Regions from separate parts of the Mus musculus genome. Here region 2 is linked to region 1. Evidence: chromatin contacts called from public HiChIP or PLAC-seq data. All regions are on one chromosome and are shown on one strand. Each heading gives the region's core, a stretch centred on a gene start, on an enhancer-like site or on the middle of the called end of the contact. The rest is flanking DNA. Distances are from core to core; before and after follow the strand shown. Region 1 holds the start of Ldhal6b (lactate dehydrogenase A-like 6B). Region 2 holds the start of Synj2 (synaptojanin 2).

Region 1 (4,980 bases), core at 1,606-4,105:
ATGTTCCTTACTGGCTTGCCTCCCCTGGCTTGCTCAGCCTGCTCTCTTATAGAACCCAAGACTACCAGCCCAGAGATGGTCCCACCCACAAGGGGCCTTTCCCCCTTGATCACTAATTGAGAAAATGCCTTACAGTTGGATCTCATGGAGGCATTTCTTCAACTGAAGCTCCTTTCTCTGTGATAACCCCAGCTGTGTCAAGTTGACACAAAACTAGCCAGTACAAGGCCTAACTAGGAAAAGTAGTTAAGATGCCCTTAGTCCTTTTGTAGCTTTTTCTTTTCTTTAAATTTCTTTATTAGCCTTCCAAACAGCGCCTAAGGGGCCAAGCCTTCCCACTCTATTTGCTTCTACCCTGAGAATCCCAGCATGTCCCATGGAGCTGGCTGGCCGACCTCGTGTCTGGAGTTTCTTACTGACCCTTTCCTCCATAAGTACTTACTATCCCTGTCCCTGTGCCCAGATATGTTCTAGAGGACAGGAGTGTGCTGATAAATCCGGTGAGTTCTCTCTGGAATATCTGTAGTATTTTACATTTAGCTGTTTATAACACATCATGTAATGGGCTACAAAGCGCATTGCTGATGCAGGGGTTTTAAAACCTAGCTCGGCTTGAAGGACTGAGAGCGGTCTGCAGTAGGATGGTGTTGCTAGACTCTGAAGAAATTGAAAAGGAGGTTCCATTGCTGGCCAGAAGAGTCCAGGTGGAGTGACTGAAGACGGCAGCATGGTGGCAACTGTGGACGGTCTGGATACATGCTGCTGCTCCTGATTCCCGACTTCTGTGTCCTAAGAGATGTAACCAAAAGCACGAAGGTATCATCCTGACTCAACTATAACATTACATTTCATTTTTAATAGATAATTTGAATTAGGTCTCCACCTGAAAGGAGTAACGAGCCACCTAAGATGGAAGGCCGGTAGGCACTATCTGGCAACATCTTTCTGTGTGCGTCCTTGAGTAGTCCTCCATCTGCTCAGGGCCCTGAACATTTCCCTGTGTCCATGCTTGCCTTCTTAGTGGGAGACTTACTATAAATAAAAAGCTGCTTTGTTTGGGGTATTCTTTATTTTACAATATTGTCATTTTTCACTCTCCAAATTGATTTAGTTGTGACTGAGGGGAAAGGCTGAAGAGATATCTGCCATAAGGATTGTGTTTCTGAAGAGGCTCAGTCTCTAGAAAGAAAATGACTGTGGACAGAAGCCGCAGTCCAGCAAAGAGTCTTTATGTCCTTGAATCTCACACTCGAGAGCACTCATCCTGGAAAACAGCTTGACTGGTCAGAAGAGTCATTCCAGAAAGGAGGTGGGGACAGCTGTCAGGCTAAACCTCTCAAGTGGGAAGTGGAACAAAGAAGCAGGACCATGTGGGCCATTTTACACGGCCCCTCTAAATGCTGCCCACCATTCAGTGAAGATGGGGGGGTGGGGCAGGTACTTTTCCTTTTAAATTCCAGCTTTTGACAGCTTGCTGCCATAAATCTGATTGTCAGTGTGGAGGGAATTTAACTGTGTTAAACCATGTGTCATGGTGGCTGTTTCCTCCAGGCAGCCCTTCTGGCTTGAAACCATGGAATACCATCAGCAAATTACAAGGCTAAGGGTTCTGCTGACAATTTCCCAGCTTCTCTGCTGGGACCTGCTTTCCTGGCTGCAGTCCAGCAGTGGAGGAAAGAGCTCCTCTTCAAGTCTATAAAATACTTTTTTTCTGCCAGGGCTCAACATCCTAAAATTGAGAAATTACAAACGATAAAAGGGCTCCCTGACCCGGGGCCCCTCATTTGGGAGAGCTGAGTGTTCATCACGTGGGCAGAGTTGATTAGTGGAGAGAAAATGCCATCATGTGTACTGGGGCTTTTGTAGTTTATTAGAGTTTTCATAAAAGTGCAACATTTACATCTCAGAATTTGAAATTAGTTCACAAGACTGTCCTGAAACCCACAGACGAGATAAGATACACTCATGCCAGGTTTGCCAGGGAACTTTATTTCACTATTTCAGTAAGAATCTAATGTAACCATCGGCTAAATGTTAAAATGTCATTTCAAAGATACCTTCATTTTATAGAGGGTTAAGGGCCATCTTTTTCCATAAGAAATTGGAGGGCTTAGGGAAAGATTATTGTTTTGATTTGTGTGGTGTATGTATATATATATTTGTTTATGTGAATGTGTGTGAGAGACCGTGGAATTTCTGTTACCATGTGGACTATGTGCCCACAGAGGCTATCCAGTGTCTCTGAAGTTGGAGCTAAAGACAACTGTGAGCCACGTGATGTGGGGTCCTGAGAAACCAATCAGGATCCTCTACAGGGCGCTAGGCGCTCTTAACCACTGAGCCATTTTGCTGTTTAATTTGCATGCAATCCCAGGCTTTCCTTTGGCCTGAGAAAGAAGGGGCGTGCTCTTCCGGTGTAGACCAGATTGCCCCTCCTTCCTGCTGCCTTTCACGGGTATGCACCATGGTTAGGATACAGATAAAAATCCTTCCTTAACAAACGGTTCTCCTGCTGGATACACCGAACCAAGAGCCCATTTCTCCAGCCAAACTGCCTCTTGACAGACAGCACAGCCCTCCTTGTTGTGGTTCAAGATTTTAGCCTCATTTTTATCTGGAGTTGCCAGAACCAATCTTCTTGCTATGTACCCTAAGAACAGCAAACAAATACTTCAAGGGTTCTGGGTTGGGCTTTATATAGCAATAGTAAAGAATATGGGTTTGTAAAACAAACTACAGTATGTCCTTGCTGGAAATGGAAGCGCTTTATAAAGCCATGGTGCAGGCTTGCAGGTGTAGGAGCAAGAAGACCCAGTCTGTGCGCTAAGCCCATGCAGCACAGTTAGGGAACTGCGCAGCCGCAGTGGGAGGGAGGGCCGCGTCTGTACTGCCTAGCAACGGCCGCCGTTGTGGCCTCAACTGTCTTCCTCACCCTGTTCACTTCCTCCACCTGAGTGCGCAGCCATGGCCTGGGCTACAAGCATCTTGAGAGCCAGCAGAAGAGTGAGTACAACCAGGGTAGATTTCAAGGGCTTTGGCATAGCTCTATGGCCCAGTCAGGTGCAACGTGTCCCTCCCAACCGGGCCTGGTGGAGCCTCACGCCCACGTCCTCCATGGCGACCGTGAAGGGTGAACTTATCCAGCACATCAGCTCCGAAGAGCCCGTTCTCCACAACAAGGTCTCCATTGTAGGAACTGGATCAGTCGGCATGGCCTGTGCCATCGGCATCATAGCGAAAGGCTTGACTGACGAGCTCGCCCTTGTTGATAATAATGAAGAAAAAATGAAGGGTGAGACGATGGATCTTCAGCACGGCAGTGTCTTCATGAAAATGCCAAATATTGTTTGCAGCAAGGATTTCCGTGTCACTGCCAACTCTGAGGTAGTGATTATCACAGCGGGTGCACGCCAAGAGAAAAATGAGACACGCCTGAATTTAGTCCAGCGAAACGTAACCATCTTTAAGGCAATGGTTGCGGAAATTATCAAGCACAGCCCTCGCTGCAAAATTATTGTTGTCTCCAATCCAGTGGATATCTTAACTTTCGTAACCTGGAAGTTGAGTGGGTTTCCCAAAAACCGTATTATTGGAAGCGGCTGTAACCTAGATACAGCTCGCTTCCGTTACATGCTCGGGCAGAGGCTTGGGATCCACTCTGAAAGCTGCCACGGGTGGGTCCTTGGAGAGCATGGAGATTCAAGTGTCCCTGTGTGGAGTGGTGTGAACATCGCCGGCGTGCCGCTGAGAGAGCTGAATTCAGCTATAGGAACAAGCAAAGACCCCGAGAAATGGGGCGATGTCCACAAAGAAGTCATTGCCAGTGCCTATAATATTATCAAAATGAAAGGTTATACTTCCTGGGCCATTGGCCTGTCTGTAACTGATATTGCAGAGAGTATCCTGAAGAATCTCAGGAAGACGCATCCAGTTACCACCAAAATCCAAGGTCTCTACGGAATCAAAGAGGAGGTGTTCCTCAGCGTGCCTTGTATCCTGGGAGAGAGTGGCATATCTGATATCATAAAGGTAAAGCTGAGCCCTACAGAGGAGGCCCAGATGGTAAAGAGCGCAGAGACTATTTGGAAAATCCAGAAAGATATTAAGTTTTAAGTCACCCTTCTAAAGATACCGAAGACAGAAAACGCAGTGCACGGCCAAGTGTGGGGTGAAGCGGGGGTTCCGAAAGCTGGAGGGTCTCTTGTTTAGGTCTCCTGTTGTGTAGCATCCAGAGGCTGGGTGACTTTGCTTTTTCACAGTTTCTGGGTGCCGGCATTAAAGGTATTCTTGGTGTTAGAAGTACTGGTTTTTGCCTGTTGGTGTGACATGAAGGAAACGGCTAACTTTCATAAGTGTGTGTACTGTCCTAATCCATCTGGGTGGCTCACATGCATATCCGCTCACATGCCATTTTAGAAAGTAACTCCTACATTTAAAAGTAAAAATATGTACACAGGTTTTTATGTGATACATTTTGAGACTGCCTTCATTGTCTCGGACAGACTGCCAGCTGAACTATCAAGACATTGATAAAGGGAACAGGAAGGAAGAAGGATAGGGCTTACTGTTCTTGCAAGGGTCCAGGTTAAGTTCCCAGAGCCCACATGGTACAACACATACGTGCAGCCAACACACTTAAAAATCTTTTTTTTAAGACATCATGAAATGGAGACTGCAGCTGTTTGAAAAGCAAGTGGGAGAGAAAAGTCAGGAGGGAGAGGAGATGGGGGTGGGGGGTGAGGAGAATTGGTCCATTATTCTTGTGTAGCAGACTCAGGTTAACATCCGCCATGGTACTTTGGCTATAGGAAGGACTGATTGGCTGCACAGAACAGGTGCTGCCATTGGCTTAGCAAGGATACAGAGCATCCTGGGATTGCAGTTATACAAATGAAGCCCGGTTTAGTAAAAGCCTTTGAGAACTGCTGGGAACCTGTTGTCTTGTTAAATGGAGATACACATTACAAATGGTTCTTGCTG
Region 2 (4,980 bases), core at 766-3,265, 520 kb before region 1:
TTGCTACCATGTAAACACATAGTGGCCCAAACTCAACTGCCTGATGGGAGACACCTGTTCCAAGTGGCTTCAAAACCACTCTCACTGGGGTATAAATATGGCTTGGCATTGCTGAGAGGCATTCTAACCTCTTTGAAGTCACAGTAACTTTGTATCATGAAATTTAATCTTTGGGTTCTGAGAAATGTGTTATGGAGTAAATGACTAAAATGGAGTGGAAATTTCCATGGTTTTCTTTCAAGGCTGCAACAAATGACCAAGTTTGGACTTTTCAGGACAGAACTCCAACTGCAATAATGTGATAATTATTCCACGACTGTCTACTTTTGACACAGAATCCTCCTTCCCTAATCAAGTGACTGACAGCAAGCCAGATATTTGCTGTTTCCCTTTTCTGTGTCTGTATTTGGCCAGCATGTTTTGAGGTCTGGTTAGGTTGTCCAATCTGGTATGAAACTCTGGGGCTTAATCCATCTTCCCATTGATCCTCCCGCCTTGCATAGCCAGAACGTGGGCTGTATTCCACCACACCCAGCTTGATAAATTACACATTAATGGCATGGTCCAGGAAGTAGAAATTGATGCACCCCCTTTAAGACATGGTGTATGTACGCACAAATATGTGGATGTCGTAGCTTGAGCTGACACATCCAAACCTGAGAAAAGGAGTCATAAAACACTTTACAAATGAGTGCTTTGCATTTCTTACCTCCTAAAATATAAGTGATCCTGTTTAGCTAGGAACACCAGGAGGATGGACAACTGGACACCCACTGTCTTAAACCTGCCCTTCAAGGCTCATCATTAAAATCTTACTGATCCTATCTGACTGCTGGCTTTATGCTACCTAGATCTTCTTGCAAATGTCAATTACAAAACTAGGGATCCGGAAGTTGGACTTACCAGGAAGGCATGCACCGCATGACATCACCAAAATAGCCACACACAAGTCTGTGTTGCCTGGAGCAAGTGTCTTAGCCTCTTTAGGCCCCAGTTTGTTTATCTTTATTACGAGCTAAAACTGCAAAGGTTGTGTAAGATTTTGTCTCTAAAGTCCTTAGCACAATGCTGATCTCACAATTTCTGAAGTCAATCAATGAAATACAATGGCTTGCCCTCACCTAACACCCAGCATAAAGATAAAGTCACTAGAGAGTATATTTGCTTCTACTCCTGCTTCTGATGGAGTATTTATAGGAGACAAATGAAGGGTGCCATCGACGTTTCTCAAAGTCTGTTTTGGTGCCTACGTGTCATCCCTTCAGGCAAGGCAATGCTGCTTTGGTGTATTCAACAGGTGCACAAGCATGGGAGCACTAGGTGGACTCCTCCTCAGGGCACCCTCCTCAGAGTGTCCAGAACATGCTAGGTTTCGGCACTGAGCACCAGGAGCGGAAATCAGAGCCAGTTGGCTCTCCAAGAACAGACGCCTGCCACCCAAGCCCCAGGAAGAGCGCCCCCGAGACATCCCCGCCCTCAGGCGAGCGCGACGCTTAGTCCAGCCAAATGTGCCAGCTCTCTGGTGTCCCCCGCACCCAGTACTCCCGCGGACAAGCGCCCCTGGCCATCCCCAAGCCGCCGGGGTCCTCCCTGTCGGGGAACCGAGCGCCCCTAGTTCTCAGGTCTCCGCGAAGTCGCTCGCCTTCACTAATTCCCGCCCTCCCTCCCTCCCCGGCGTTGCTGCCCAAGTGGGGAGCACGGGGAGCGCGGCACTCACCCAGCGTGGCCACTGCGCCGGCCTCGAAGAGCAGGCAGTCGCCGCGGCCCCGCGCCTCCAACAGCACGCTGCTCGGGCCAGTGGGGTCCAGCCGCGCCAGCAGCCGCAGCCCTTTGCTTAGAGCCATGGGCGCGGGGAGCAGAGGAGAGCGGGGACCAGGTCCCGCCCGAGGGTGTGCGGCTACCAGGAGTTTCACTTTGTGCCGGGCTCCAGTGCCCACGGCTCCTCCTCCTCCTCCTCCTCCTCCTCCTCCTCCTCCTCCTCCTCCTCCTCCTCCTCCTCCTCCTCCTCCTCCTCCTCCTCCTCCTCCTCCTCCTCCCCTAACACCACGACAGCCTCCTCCTCCTCCTCCTTTCTCCTCCACCCCCTCCTCCCCCTCCCTCCCTCCCTCCTCCTCCTCCGCCCGGGCCCCGCCGCACTGCCCCGAGCAGGTGAGGTGGCGCTGCCGCCCAGCCTCTCCGACGACGACCGCGCTCCCCCAAGCGGCGAGGCAGGCACCTGCGAGCCACAGCGGGAACCCAGACTGCGCCCGGTGGGCTTGAGCTCGCCAGGGCTCAGTACTCCGGGACGGTCCTCCCTGCTGGGGGCGGCTGCGGGCGAAGGAGATTCCACACATTCCTCGCCGCGGAGGAGGCTGCAGCCGCGGAGAGCCTCAGGAGCCCGGACCCTGCCCGGATTCCCGCGGCCTTATATGGGTAGCTGGGGGCTGAGGGCTGAGCAGGGCTGGCAACCCCCCACCCCACCCCTGCCGCCACCGCTTGTCCGGCGCAGCACTTCTTCCCACGCCCACCCCACCCCCACGCCTGAGACCCCGGATGGGGCCATTGGGTTCTGTGCCTCAGTCTCCCTGAATGGAACTGCAGAAACGCAAAGTGGCCTTCACTCTGAAACTACCGTGGTGATTGAGTATGTTCTTGTGAGTGGTGTGTGTGTGTGTGTGTGTGTGTGTGTGTGTGTGTGTGTGTGCCTGACACACTCTTTAAATGCTGCCTTCTACCGAAGACTTTAATTCACTGTGCGACCCAAACTGGTGTTGCGTTGTGTCCGAGAGATGAGACATCTATTCCCTGCTATCCCCTTTACCACATGACCTTGACCTCGCTGAGATGCACATGGCCTCGCCTATCAGAGTGACAGGTGAGGAACCCCCACCTGAGGATCTCAGTGCCTGTTCTTGCTCAGCATTGATGAGTATTCTGTGATCTGCAACCTTCAAGCAACTCGAGGCAAGGCCTCTTGGTCCTTGGGTCGGGTTGGTCAGGATTGGTCTGCTAGCCAAGGGAGAACGCAGCCAGGTCGAACTGGAAGCACCTTTGGGCGCGTTTGGAGCATCCTTTCCTAGTGTGATGCCTCTAGAGGTCCTCACCCGCAAGTTTCCAGCAGGCCACCCTAACAGCTGGGTTCCTCTGCCGCCCGCCCGCCCCATTCTGCTGTGCTAAGACCAAGAGTGGCGCATGGCTTTCGGAGGTTGGTTCTCCACAGCTTCTTTATACAGTGGAGAGATCACCACCCCATGCAAGTCGTGTAACATTAAGTGTAGCAAACTCGGCTGGGCAGGGTGGCCGGCACCTTTAATCCTAGCACTAGGGAGGCAGAGACAGGCAAAATTTTATTCTTTATAGAAACAAAGTCACCCTCAACCACCTTCCCTTTTCTGTATCCAAACAAAATAAACAGCGGCTCCATCCAGAGGGGTGACAGCAGCCCTGGGTGGTCCAGTGGAGATGAAGAATTTGTTAGAAAGCCTTAGTCTCAAGTCCTAGAGTCAGCTCCTCTCCCCTCCTCCCCCTCCACCCCTTCTCCTCCTTCCCCTTCCCTCTTCCTCCCCCCCCCCCCCCCGCCCCCCACTCTCCCTTAGTCTCTGGTGCACTCTCAAACAGGTCATGGTCCAACTGCTGGAATCTTCCCAACTGTATATCCCACAAAAGTTTCAGGACACGGGCCTGCTCTAGGGTCAGCTCATCACCCCGCTTCCATACTTCATAGTCAGATACCGTGGTTACCACACCTTTCTTGAGAGCAGTGGGCAGCCCCAGCTGCCTCAGCCCTGGCTCCATGGAGCTTTAGGGGCCCTGAATCCAGGCTCACAGTTAGAGTTGCTTTGTTCCCAACTCAAGCAAAATCCATTTCTATAAACTTTGTGAAGCACCCAGTCACCTCTTCCTTCATGTAGTTGGTAAGAGGGAGCCCAGCATCACCTCTCAACTTCTTGCTGACCCGATGCAGGCTGTCTGTATTTGTCAGATGGGCTTCGACCCAAGGCCACCACCACCATCTTGTTTTTGCCAAAGAACACCGAGTTGTGCTTCCAGGTGTTCGTTCCGGATGCCTTTCAGCCTGCTATTCCTCATGCTGGCCACAGAGACGATGGAGAGGTGGCTGTAGGTGCCCTCAAACTTCTGAAGCTCTTCTACCAGGCTCTGTCTGCCTTGGTGCCAAGCCTTTCTTGATAGTTTTTGTTAAGGAAACTTTGTCTCACTTGGATTTGGGCATTGCCTCTAGATTTCTATTGTGTTGTAATAGATACTGCAAACAAAAGCAACTTGGGTAGAAAGAGTTTATTTCATTTGACAGTCATCGTCCCCTCACTGAGGCAAGTCAGGGCAGGATCTCCAGGCAGAAACCATGGAGGAATGCTGCTTCCTGGCTTGCTCTCTATGGCTTACTCAACTTCCTCCTTCTCCTCCTCCTCCTCCTCCTCCTCCTCCTCCTCCTCCTCCTCCTCCTCCTCCTCCTCTCCCCGCTCCCCCTCCTCTCTCCCTCCTCTCCCTTTCCTCTCCTCCTCCCCTCCCCCCTCCCCCCTCCTTCTTCTTCTTCTCCTTCTTCGCAACGAAGGAAGTAGGGCTTCTCTGTGTAGTTCTTGGATGTCCCAGAATTAGCTCTGTAGACAAGGCTGGCCTTGAACTCGGGGATCTGCCTGCCTCTGCCTCCTGAGTGCCAGGATTAAAAGCATGTTTCGCCATGCCGGACTTTCGGCTTGTTTAAATACACCTAGGATCACCTACATGCCCATGCATGGCATCACCCATAGTGGACTGGTTCTTCCTACATCTATCAATCATTAATCAAGGAAATGTCTGGCAGCCTAAGGCTCCAGGCCCAGTAATGATGGGTGTTTTCCTGTCCTACTGAGCTAGACTTTCCTGTAAGTTTTAGTGTCTGCCATCACAGATGCAGCTACATCTTGGCAGAGTCTACCCCATGTATGTTAGCAGGAGCTGTATGGTATGGCAGAGGGGCTGAAATCATTTGCTGCTGCTGCT

The links. HiChIP or PLAC-seq counts read pairs in DNA pulled down with a chosen protein or histone mark.
Region 2: an H3K4me3 HiChIP or PLAC-seq map of embryonic basal ganglia shows a contact between it and region 1, with 4 times the contacts expected there. The contact joins the promoter of Synj2 here to the promoter of Ldhal6b in region 1. A contact is called at or near these places in 4 of 39 promoter capture datasets (cranial neural crest, frontonasal cranial neural crest, pre-B cells and 1 more), 2 of 15 datasets of contacts at CTCF or cohesin (large pre-B cells and pro-B cells), 6 of 484 Hi-C or Micro-C datasets (B cells, the G1E-ER4 cell line, bone marrow-derived macrophages and 3 more), 2 of 115 datasets of contacts at active chromatin or transcription factors (embryonic basal ganglia and fibro-adipogenic progenitors) and 2 of 9 other capture datasets (adipose tissue and embryonic stem cells).

Annotation. Positions count from the first base shown.
Region 1 is chr17:5,416,642-5,421,621 of GRCm38.p6, reverse strand. It overlaps Ldhal6b (lactate dehydrogenase A-like 6B), which reads left to right and starts at 2,855. Exons shown (of 1, transcript NM_175349.2): 1 at 2,855-4,299. The coding sequence starts at 2,965. The coding sequence ends at 4,113. The region is part of intron 3 of Tmem242 (transmembrane protein 242); the gene reads left to right. It overlaps Gm29050 (a long non-coding RNA gene), which reads right to left. Exons shown (of 3, transcript XR_003952361.1): 3 at 1,970-4,980.
Region 2 is chr17:5,938,315-5,943,294 of GRCm38.p6, reverse strand. Synj2 (synaptojanin 2) reads right to left here and starts at 2,015. Exons shown (of 27, transcript NM_001113353.2): 1 at 1,718-2,015. The coding sequence starts at 1,844. It also overlaps the pseudogene Gm8376.